Regions from separate parts of the Mus musculus genome. Here regions 1, 3 and 4 are each linked to region 2. The links are chromatin contacts, called in public Hi-C and promoter capture Hi-C maps. All regions are on one chromosome and are shown on one strand. Each heading gives the region's core, a stretch centred on a gene start, on an enhancer-like site or on the middle of the called end of the contact. The rest is flanking DNA. Distances are from core to core; before and after follow the strand shown.

The links. Promoter capture Hi-C pulls out the DNA fragments that hold promoters and counts their contacts. A called contact is a pair of places that touch in the nucleus more often than the background predicts.
Region 1: a contact with region 2 is called in a Hi-C map of B cells, with 5 read pairs. The contact joins the promoter of Coro1c here to the promoter of Prkab1 in region 2. A contact is called at or near these places in 1 of 39 promoter capture datasets (liver) and 1 of 484 Hi-C or Micro-C datasets (B cells).
Region 3: a contact with region 2 is called in a promoter capture Hi-C map of liver, with 5 times the contacts expected there. The contact joins the promoter of 4833439F03Rik here to the promoter of Prkab1 in region 2. A contact is called at or near these places in 2 of 39 promoter capture datasets (both in liver).
Region 4: a contact with region 2 is called in a promoter capture Hi-C map of erythroid cells, with 4 times the contacts expected there. The contact joins the promoter of Iscu here to the promoter of Prkab1 in region 2. A contact is called at or near these places in 2 of 39 promoter capture datasets (erythroid cells and liver), 2 of 484 Hi-C or Micro-C datasets (B cells and CD8 T cells), 1 of 115 datasets of contacts at active chromatin or transcription factors (thymic regulatory T cells) and 1 of 9 other capture datasets (adipose tissue).

Annotation. Positions count from the first base shown.
Region 1 is chr5:113,907,438-113,910,137 of GRCm38.p6, reverse strand. It overlaps Coro1c (coronin, actin binding protein 1C), which reads left to right and starts at 1,432. Exons shown (of 11, transcript NM_011779.3): 1 at 1,432-1,527.
Region 2 is chr5:116,023,068-116,025,767 of GRCm38.p6, reverse strand. Prkab1 (protein kinase, AMP-activated, beta 1 non-catalytic subunit) reads left to right here and starts at 1,340. Exons shown (of 7, transcript NM_031869.2): 1 at 1,340-1,677. The coding sequence starts at 1,519.
Region 3 is chr5:113,136,444-113,139,143 of GRCm38.p6, reverse strand. 4833439F03Rik (RIKEN cDNA 4833439F03 gene) reads right to left here and starts at 1,332. Exons shown (of 3, transcript NR_166693.1): 1 at 1,167-1,332; 2 at 374-804. All of the region lies in intron 6 of 2900026A02Rik (RIKEN cDNA 2900026A02 gene), which reads left to right.
Region 4 is chr5:113,771,524-113,774,223 of GRCm38.p6, reverse strand. It overlaps Iscu (iron-sulfur cluster assembly enzyme), which reads right to left and starts at 1,423. Exons shown (of 5, transcript NM_025526.5): 1 at 1,280-1,423. The coding sequence starts at 1,396. Sart3 (squamous cell carcinoma antigen recognized by T cells 3) reads left to right here and starts at 1,824. Exons shown (of 19, transcript NM_016926.2): 1 at 1,824-2,700. The coding sequence starts at 2,589.

The DNA of each region.
Region 1 (2,700 bases), core at 183-2,682, 2.1 Mb after region 2:
GTCTGACCTATGAGGGCACTGCATGCAGGTGGTGTAATTACATACACAGAGGCATACACGTAAAATAAACACACCAATCTTTAAAAATTGAGCTTTGCAGAGAGTAAAAACTTGCTGAGCAAGCTGCTTCATTCTGGTAGACCTAGATTTACACAACACATAATTTACACACACACACACACACACACACACACACACACACACTTTGCCTAATTTTATTTTATTTACTTATTTAGAGACAGAGTTTCTTTACATATCCCTGGATGTCCTGGAACTCAGTATGTAGACCAGGCTGGCCTGGAACTACTGACGGAGATCCACCTGCCTCAGCCTCCTCAGTGTTGGGACTAAAGGCGTGTGCCTTCTGTTTTGAGGTGGCAGTTTATCTTAATTCCTGCAACAAGAATTCAGGGGTTCTACCACTGAATGCCGACCACAGATTCCTGGACATCTCTGAGGCTAAAACAAAGTGAAAATTCATCCCTCTGCGAATTGTAAAGATGCCTTGCTTTGGGAAATAAATGGCCCAACCCCTCAGCTGGCCCAGATCTCTGGACGCAGTTTCCTTAGATCTTGGTATTTCAAAGCTTGATATTTCTGAAGGGGCTTTGGCTAATAGTGGGATAACCTTACACTCAAGATTAGGAAACTGAAATCCAAAGAGGTGAGTGAAATGGTCCCTGGGTCACTTCATTTGAGAGTAACAGGGCTAGGACACATATCCACGTGCTCATATGGAGGGACTTTAGCCAGGGAGTCTTCATTGCTTCTCCTTAGCTCTCTCTCATAGGTGTGGTCCAGCCCAAGGGTTGCCACCCTGCCCTGGAGAGTAGTGGGAGAGAGCGTGGGTGAGAGGGTTGAACCAGCCCTGATGGAGGTGGGGCTAAGAACTTGGGGCGGGGCTTACGGTTTAAGTACGCTCAGGGCTGTGGGCGGGGCTTGAGGTACAGCAAATAGGATGATCATAGGTTCCCCGGGTCTTCAGGAAATCCGAGCGGGGATTTGCGGCGCTCAACTGGGGGAAGCTAGGTTTTGGGGGCGGGGGGAAACCAAGCCCTGCTCACGGACTCGGTGGGCAGTTAGATGCGCTCAAACGACCATCCTCATAGAGAGGCTCTGCAGGGCCGTGGGTGGAGCTTAAGAACGCCCGCTCTGGTTCTAAAGACCTGGGTGGGGCTGGAAGGAGCCCGTGGGCGTGGCCACCCGGCCATTCAAGTGCCCCGGAAAGCGGGCGTGGGCTCCGAGTCTCCTTGCACCTCCCCGCGCCACCACAGGGGGCGCTCTAAGGAGAGCCGGGCATCTAACCGGGACCTTCCGGAAGTGGGCGTGGTGAAGCGTGGTTCGGCGGCGCTGGTTGGGCGCGGCCCCGGCGCGGGGGCGGGGCCCGCGCGCGCGAAGGCCTGGGCAGCGGCGGCCGCGCCCCTCCCCCGCGCGGCGCTCAGTGCCAGGCGGGAGGCGGCAGCGGTTGGAGGCTTCGCGGGGCTTTGCAGCAGGGACTTCGGCGGCGCCTCAGGCACCCGGGCTCTGGTAAGCAGCGCGCGCTCAGGACGGGGCAGCTCCGGAGCGAGCCCGGGGCGGGCGGGCCGGCCTCCGGGACCCCGCGTGTGAAGCTCTCGGCTGACAGGAGCCGGCGGCGCCGAGTGGTGCGGGGCGCACGCGCATGCCCCGGGCGCTGCGGCTGGGGAATGGCCGTCTGCGGGCAGCCGTGGGCCCGGCAGCCGTGAGGCGGTGTCTGAGCGCTGCGAAGAGCCTGCGGCCGAGCGCTCACGTGGGGCTGGGTCCGCGGGGGACCCCCGGTGTGCGGGGCGCGCCCGGGCGGGGCTCCGCCTGGCTCGCAGTGCATGGCCTCCTGGACCCTGAAGACCTGGGGCGGGGGCGGGCTGCAGTGGCGTGGCCTGGAGGAGGAACCCTGTCCCGGGTGCGGAACCTAGTGACCCGCGGGGCAGGTGGGGCTCAGCCGCGCCGAGATGGCTAGGATGACATCAGAGGTGGAGGGTGGGGACGCCCAGCCCAGCTCTGCCGCCGGTCCCCCGGCGGGCGTACGCACAGCAGCCCTATCTATCTCCAGTGATGTGAATGAGCTGGGGGGAAGTAGCCGGCTGCAGGGCTTTCGGAGAAGAAAGGGGCTTCCTCCCGGAGGGAGGTGCCGGCCCCGACGTCCTTTTTTGGGAGTGTTCAAAGGGTTTTTTTTTGCAGGCTGGAAAAGGAAATGCAGGCTTTCTCTCCGTCGTGGTTTAGAATCACATCCTATATTTGGCCTTCATGTAGGCTGCCCTTGTTTTGTGGTGTCAGAACGGCTTGCTCTACACATTTCGGTCGTGGGATTCAGAGTGAGAAGCAAATTGCAAGTTGTTCGTCTCTCCCGGAATTGCTTCCTGTAAGCATTTGAAAGAGAATTGACCGCAGAGCGTGCTTATTCGCAGGGCCACAATATGTTTAGTTTTGGAAATGGTTGGCACGAAATAATTGTACTCCCATCCCGTGGCCTTCCCTACCGGGATTATATTCTAAAACAGTACTTGCGAGGCTCTTAGTCACCCTATATAATAAAGCGTCTTATTGTCCTTGTCTGGCAGCACCCTGACACCAGGGCCTGCTAGTAGAGGGAAGAACATGATGAAGTACAAGTAGTTGCTTCCTGCCTCCTTCTCGGGTGTGAAGGCAAATGGTAGTTCATATTCCTGTCTGTCCGCAGCTTCA
Region 2 (2,700 bases), core at 91-2,590:
GCAGGGTGGTACACACCATTAATCCCAACACTTGAGTGGGAGGAAGAGGAAGGTGGATCTCTATGAATTCAAGGCTAGCTTGGTCTACAAAGTAAGTTCCAGGACAGCCAGAGCTGTTACACACAGAAACCATGTCTCAAAAAACACACACAAAAACAGAATAACAAAAAAACCAAAACATATGTATGGGTAAATGTAAGACATGACCTAGAAAATCCAATGCAAAGCAAACAAACAAACCCCACAAGACAATGTTGTTGTTGTTTCTTTAAAGGCTGACTGTGAAGCTGAGATCGTTTTATTACAGCAGTCTGTACCTCTGCTGAAACACTAAGCCCTGATACATTTTACACATAATGTGGCCAATGTAGCCCCAAGGCTCTTGCAAAAAGACTTATCAATAGGCACTCAACTTGAAACAAACAACAGAACCCAACTGAGAACGTCAATTTCCCAGAAATCTTAGGTCTTTAAGTTTTCTCAAACACCTGGAAGATGGTCAGCATCCTCCATCCTTAGTCTACAGACAGAAATTACGATTTGGCCACTCTGGAGAGGCCTTCCTTTTGAAGGAGCCCTAGGTTGTCCTAATACATTCAATTGTGAGAGCCAGTGCATCTACGGGAGAGACTTAAACGTGAGGTTCTTTTGTTTTGTTTTGTTTTTTGTTTGGTTTTGGTTTTTTCGAGACAGGGTTTCTCTGTATAGCCCTGGCTGTCCTGGAACTCACTCTGTAGAACACGCTGGCCTCGAACTCAGAAATCCTCTGCCTCTGCCTCCCAAGTGCTGGGATTAAAGGCGTGCGCCACCAATGCCCGGCGCTTTCTCTTTTTTTCCCTTTTCTTCTTCTTGTTTGTTTTGTTTTGTTTTTACGATTATGTGTATGAATGCTCTGCCCTCCCGTATATGTGTGCACCGCCTTGGGCGCCGGGATCCCCTGGAACTTAAACTGCAAACAGTTGTGAGCCACCATGGAAGCGCCAGGACCCGAACCCGGGTACTCTGCAAGAGCAAGCGCTTGCTCCAAGCCGCCGTGGGTTTCGCGTTTCGTAATTCGAGTTACTGGAGAGTAACCAACTTGGAGTGAGGTGGTCGGCGCCATCCATGGCATTCTGGCATTCTCGCTCGCTCGCGCCTCCCGCTGGCCGCTACGAAGCTCGATCTGGTGGCAGCCCCGAACCACCCGCGACCGCTTCGCGCTGAGCAGCAGGGAAGAGGCGGAAACGGAACTGATGTCACCCTAACTCCGAGAGCGCTCCATCCCCAGTGACCACCCTTCCTTCCTTCCTTCGCTGGGCCCGGCCGGAAGCGGAAGTGGCTAAGGGGTGGAGGGGAGTTGCGGGAGGAGTGTCAGGTTACGCTCCGGCTCTGTTCGGAGTTCCAGTCGCGGTCGCCCGAGCCAGGTAAAGCGGAGCTCGGCGGGCGAGCGAGCGCGCGATCCGAGAGGGCGTGACTCGCGATCCCCGGGGGTCCGACCCGGCCTTTCCGGCTTCCTTGTGTCCCTGCAGATTCCCAGCCATGGGCAACACGAGCAGCGAGCGCGCCGCGCTGGAGCGGCAGGCGGGCCACAAGACGCCGCGGAGGGACAGCTCCGGGGGCGCCAAGGATGGGGACAGGCCCAAGATCCTCATGGACAGCCCTGAAGACGCCGACATCTTCCACTCCGAAGAGATCAAGGTGCTGAGTGGAGGGGCGTCGGAGCCCTCTTGACTCACGGGGAGGGTCCCCCTTTGCTGTAGTTCCCGCCACATTCCCAGCGTCACACCTTGGGGGGGGGCGGGGGAGGTGGCTCTGTCATAGCCCTCTTTGCCGTTCTGGGACTTGTGCCTAATTACCGATGGGAGGAGAGTCACCCTGGGCTTGGTTGAACATCATTAAGGAGAAAGCAGCTCAGGGACCGCGTTTGAGATCCTTAATTAATTAAGAGTCGAGCTAAACTGTAATTGAGCACCCGTGTCGACTTTTCTCTTCGGTGTAATTGATTGCGCGGCTTGGAGACACTTCAGGCCGACCGGCTTTTGCAAAAGTTGGGTTGGGAGTTCTAGTGTTCTTTTTGGCGGTAAAACGGGAGCACATACGTTAAGCTGGAAATGAAGTTGACTAGCTGACTGCCAGAGGTGTTTGGTTCTGACAGTTTCAGTCCACCCTGCTCACTTTATTTTAGATCCGGCAATTCCACTGGAGGAGGTCAGTGACCGAGAGTCACTCTGAACGCCAGCCAGCAGCTAATTACCCCCACTTCTCTCCCACGTTACTGAAATAATGCCTTGGACTTTAAGCAGACCAGAGCAAACAGATTTTTGCAGGCCAAGCTGAAAGTTCCTGCCTGAGCCACATTCTCTTAAAACCACAGTGAGGTGGCCAGTGCTTCCGGCTACAGGGCCCCAGTCCAAGGGCATTTGGTGATTCTAGGAGGAAAGAAGCTAATTGCTCAGAATAAACTACATTCAGGAACGTTGGCGCTCACCAGCCTGGTCTCTGTTACTTGCCGGGTTGCCAACTAATCCCCATTACTTAAACAGGCTAATTGCCTGGCCAGCTCACTCCGCTTTCACTCCCCCACCCCCACCCCCTAACTGGGCTACATAACCCACATTACTATTCTCCAGATCTTAATTTTGGGTCTGACTTTAAAAGAGCCTGCTTTTGCCAGGGAGTGGTGGCACAGCACTTTGATCCCAGCACTTGGGAGGCAGAGGC
Region 3 (2,700 bases), core at 83-2,582, 2.9 Mb after region 2:
GGGCAGATGCTGTGCCCCCAAGTTGCCATGGCAACCCTGCTTGTACCAAAATGCAGGCACCTCAGCCCCAGACCCACCCTTGAGGGAAGCTCAGGGCAGGTCACCTGCGTCCTCCATCCTCGAGGAGAGGCAGCAGGGACTGCTGAGCGGATAAGAGGGGGAAGGAGCTTGGTGGGGGAGGCTTAGCTGCTTAGCTCCGCAAGGAGATGGAAGCCGAAGGGCGCTGCCGCTGCCGGGAGAGGGAGACAGACTGACAGCCAGCCACAGGTCCTCAGACTTCACCTGAAGCCCTGGAGGCTCGTGCGGCAGCGGCCCCTCCACCTCCCCGGGGCAGCCGCCTCCCACGTACATGCCCCCACACGCGCGCACTCACCCGCGTTCCTGCACGGTGCTGCCTGGGGTGGGTAAGCAGTCTGGCACATGAAGTCCCCGAGGGACAGCGAGCGAGCGAGTTGAGACTTAGGGGGAGAAAAAAAAACAAAACAAAAAAAAAAAAACTGGGGCTGACGCCAGCTCCCTGGGCGGCCACCTCCCGAGGCCCCTCCTGCATTCCTGGGCTGTGCACCCCTCGCCAAGACAGGGGGCTGATGTCATTCCGGGCTGCCGGGCCAGGGGACCCGGGCTGGGTGGCTGCCTCTCCGGAAGTGAGCGCGCTGCCTGCTGGGCGGCAGGTTCAGTCGGCTTCGGGTTTGGAGTCTCCAGCCTGAGGACTGGAGATCTGCCTAGTTCAGACGAGAAGAGCCTGGAGAGAGAGCTGGCCGGCGGCGGTGGGCGGTGGCTCCCAGGTGTGCATGGGAGTTCTCCCTGCATGGACGGAGGAAGTGAGTTGGGGGTGCCAGCCCCCTCGCCCAGTTCTTCACAGCCACCTGCCCCTTGACTTCATCAGGGTTGGCCCCAGGGACTAGAACTGGACGACCTGGTTGGTTGACTCTAGGCTCCTGCTGGTGACCCCCTGCTGACCCGTCCCGTCCCTGTTTCGTGACCCGCACGGATGCCTGTCGGGCGATGTTTACTTTACTTGCGCTGATGTTCTCTGCCGGGCTTCCCATCGGAGCCCAGAACTTCTCCCCAAGGACGGTCACCGACAGAAGGACCAGGACCCTGGCAGTGTCGGCCTCCTAACTGCCTCCGCCTGCCCCCTCCTCCAGGCTGGCCCTATGGAGTACCTGGGCGACAAGCTTTCAGTGGCCCAGACACACATGACTCAGTGGGTTGGCACGGTGAGGCGGTCCTTCCAGGAGGCTCTGCACTTGGTGACGGCCACGGTGGGCACCGAGCGGAGCGGGGAGTCCGCCGCTCGCACCCCGTTCAAGCGCACCTCCTCCTTCAGACACCTGGCCTCTCGGAGCCGAGAGTCCTTCCGCCGCTTCTCCGCACGCAGCCAACAGAGGTTCTCATCCCTCCGGAAGAGACAGCCAGACTCTGAGGCCCCTGATCTTGTAAGCTTGGGGATAGATGTGTGTGGTTTAAAATAGCAGGGCAACCCTGGGAAGGTCCCTTCCCTCGGACTCCTGAGAGGGGGCCAACTCGTAGAAGCCTCAGGGGAGGACTTTTCCTATCAGTGATGATGGCCTTGGGATACTGAGGGGGATGTAGGCTGGGTTGGCTGCTCTGCAGGTGCAGCACCCACTGCTTGAAGCTGGTGGGGAACGGACTCCGGGCTCCTTGTCTGTGAGCAGGGCTGTGTGGGGGTTGGGGGGGCACTGCTGTCCCCACGGCATGCCGGCATCTCTATTTTTAGGGAAGCTTACTTGACACCTGCTCTATCTCCTCTTGCCCTCCCAGGGTGACCAAGTGGTCTCATTGCCTGTGTGCTGATTTAAGGCGGTTGCCTGGTTGCCACTGTTCAAAAGTGAGACACTGAGTGACTTCCGAGGGGAGGAGCTGTAGGGGACTGGGTGGAAGGTGATGGCAGGTCCTGCCAGCCTGGGAGCTTGGACTTGTGTGAAGAGCCCGGCCATTGTGGAGCGCCCAGGCCCAGCTATTGGGTTCTATGCTGTGAGACCAGGGTAATCATAGCCAGTGAGTGTAATCTGGAGTGATATGAGGCGGGTCTGGAGACAGAACGGTGACCTCGTGGGCATGCGCAGCAAGGTGCGGGAAGTCTGGCTGGGAGAGAGAAGCAGGAAGAACACTTCCCTGCCCAACTCTTGGCAGATGGTTTCTGGGACCTCTAATGACTTCGGGGACACTAACGTCACCAACCAGAACGAAGCTTAGTTGCAGTGCCCAATGTCTTCAGATAGCTGGCCTCTGCCCTGGGCTGAGTTGTCCCAGTTTTCAGGGGCGTTCGAGGCCAGACATGGGTTCAGTTATCCCTTTTTGTCCCCAGAGCCAGTGTGGTTATGAGACAGTGTTGGGCAGGGGAATGCAGCTGTCCGCAGAGACCAGGGGACTCAGCAGGGCGCACACAGCCACTGAGCCACTAGGCAGGGGCTCACCCAGGCCAGAAGCCATGCTGTGAGGCTGATCAGGGGTGACTCCTTGTGTGGGAGTCTGCACTCCTTTGGGTCTTGAGTGCTCGCCCATTCTCCGCGAAGGAAGAGCTCGTTCTGTGTCAGCTTGTCTGTCTCCTCCTGCCCCGTTCCCCAGAATCCTCTCCAGGAACACTAGCTCTGTTCCCTGACCTCTGCCCTAGCTCTTCTTGGGCTGTGTGACTTTGGATGCTGCCCTAAGTCTCTGTGCCTCTGTGCATGTGGA
Region 4 (2,700 bases), core at 174-2,673, 2.3 Mb after region 2:
TCTCTCTCTCAGATCAGCAATCTGTATGGGACAGAGGTGGGAGACCCATGTGTGACCCAAACTCTTTCTATCTCCTCCCCAACGACCTTTGTATCGAAGATACTGTCCAAGAAACCGGTGAAAACTCAGACACATCTTCCTTTCAGGGGGCTGTCAACCAGAAGTAATCCCCTGACTCACACACTGTACCAGATCTGGGCTCAAAGCACAACTTCTCTTTTTTACCAAACACAATACACAAAGAGAAGTATGCACTTACAAAAAATCCCGAGAATAAAAACAGCCCCAAATGGAAGAGTTCCCCAGAAGTTTCAAGGTCAGAGATGAGCTGGAGGTTGGGGAACGAACGAGTCATTGGTGGCTGTAAACATAAACACAGCGCTACCCTGTGGCAGGAGCGCCCCCTGGTGCCTTAAGGCTGCCAGCCCGTCAAGGTCCTGCAGCTATAATGTCAACAAAACAACCTTCCCTTTGGGGTAGAAGGCCTTGGGCAAGAGCACCCAAGCCAGAACAGAACAAGCAGCTGTTAAAGTCAGGGACACACTAAGATTTAATAACCGAGCTTTCTCCCGCTAGTTACCAGGAGGCACCCTCATCTGCAGATTGAGTCTAAGCCCTGAGCCCCCATAACGCATCATCTAATCAAGGACTTTGGGGGGGGGGGGAGGGAGTGTCTTGTACATCTGCGGTAGCCTTGTTTTTCGGAGTGAGTCTCCTGTCAAGAGGATTTTAACGTCCCTAAAAGCGTGGGGGCCCGCAAACTACTCTTCTTCTATACTTTCTGCTCCCTACCAATAAACACACAACTGAGAACCGAAGTTTTAATGTTGGGCTAGGTGCTTGGCTGAGCTCGAGGCCATCGGCTCCTAAAAGAGTAAATAAATCGCCATCAGTGGTTTCCCTTGGTTGGACCGAGCGCTCCACGTACGGGGACTTCAGAAGACTCCTGTCAGGTCTGAGAGAAAGGATGGGAGGGGACCAGTGACTTGATCAAGGCCATCTGGCCAGGGCAATGGCTTAGCTGGGGAGGACGCTGGTGCTGTCGAGTGTGCTCAAGCATGCGTGTGTGTGTGTGTGTGTGTGTGTGTGTGTGTGCGTGCTGCCCCTTGACCCCCGGCACGACATACCCGGACCCTCCCTTCTGGGCTGTCAGCCTTGGGACACTCGGAGTGACGGCCGCGGCGGGGCAGAGGCGGCCGCGGGGCTCCTCGGTGCTGGTGATCTGCGCAACGGCGGCAGGTCCCCTCGATGGTTCGCGCACCCCCTCGCCCGCCCATACCTTCTTGTGGTAGAGCCTGGCCGGAGCCGACAGCTCCCGGGCGGGCAGGCGCGGGCTCCGCAGCAGCAGCGCCGACGCCGCCCGCCTCAGACGGCCAGCTCCCGTGGCCGCCGCCATCCTGCCGGCTTGAGCTGCGTCGACCTCGGCGACGCCGGAGGGATGGCGCGCCCGTTCGACGTCACCGCAGCTCGGCGCTTGCGCTGGCGTCTCGGCCCGGCTACGCCCCCTCTGACCGCGCCCTCGGAAGGGGCGTGGCCAGGCGCAGAGCGGGAAGGTCCGAAGCGGCGTGCAAGGTTGTCTGGTGCTGCGATGGGCGTGGGGATGCTCGGTTTCAGGCGTGTTTATGATTCGATCATGCATACGTCCCTGGTAGACTTTTGTTCAGGCTGTGGAGTTCCTTTTCTTTCTTTCTCTCTCTCTTTCTTCCTTTTTTTTTTTTTTTTTTTTTTTTACTAATTCCGAGGTAGCCGTTTCACCCATGGAGCAAATGCATATTAAGTGTACTCTAGGTGTCACTAAAAAAAAAAAAAAAAAAAAAATCCTGGGAGCAAAACGGACGCGATTTCTGGCTCGTTAACCTTGTTGATGAAGGGGAAAGGCAGTGCAGAGGGAAACAGCAACGCTTTTCCGACCTCGAGAACGAGGGGTATAAGAGAAACGAACCCCATCCCTCGACACCTACGTTTGTTTTACCGCCATGCACATCATTCCGAATCAATACTTATTGTAATGTATTATCATTGACTATAAAAATCCACAAAAGCGACTCGTTTAACACAACTACGAGGTACTAGGTGTTACAAAGGGGAGGGAGCTTTATTCGAGAGATGAGACTTTTCCCATGAGATGGTGCATCCGATCGCGGAGGAACTGCAATCTTGTCCGCACTTGAGGGTCGGTTGCCGGGAAACAACCACGCACCGGAGCCGGCCGAGCCTTACAGAAGGTCTTTAGTCCAAAGCGACGACTTTGACCTTCCTAAGATGGCGCCTCGACCTTAACTACGGACATCACGCACGCACCACTTCAGCTGTGGCTGCCACTTCCGGCCCAAAGACCCGACAGCTGTCCACGGTTGTAGCCGGACGCAGGTTATGCTCGTGAGCCTTTTCTTCTGACGGTGGCGTCTGGAGGCGCTAAAGGATAGCATCAGCGGTGGATTCTCCACAGCTTCCTGCTCCCTGAGGCCGTCCGCGACGCTCCCGCTGGTGGCCGAGCGGAGTTTTGATCAGGCAGACGCCGCGGACAGCCCGATGCTCGCCGGGCTTCGGCGGGCGAGGGAAGACCCGAGAGTCGCGGGCTGCGCAAGATGGCGACGACGGCCGCATCTTCGGCGTCCGAGCCGGAGGTTGAGCCCCAGGCCGGGCCTGAGGCCGAGGGAGAAGAGGATGAGGCGAAGCCGGCCGGTGTGCAGCGGAAGG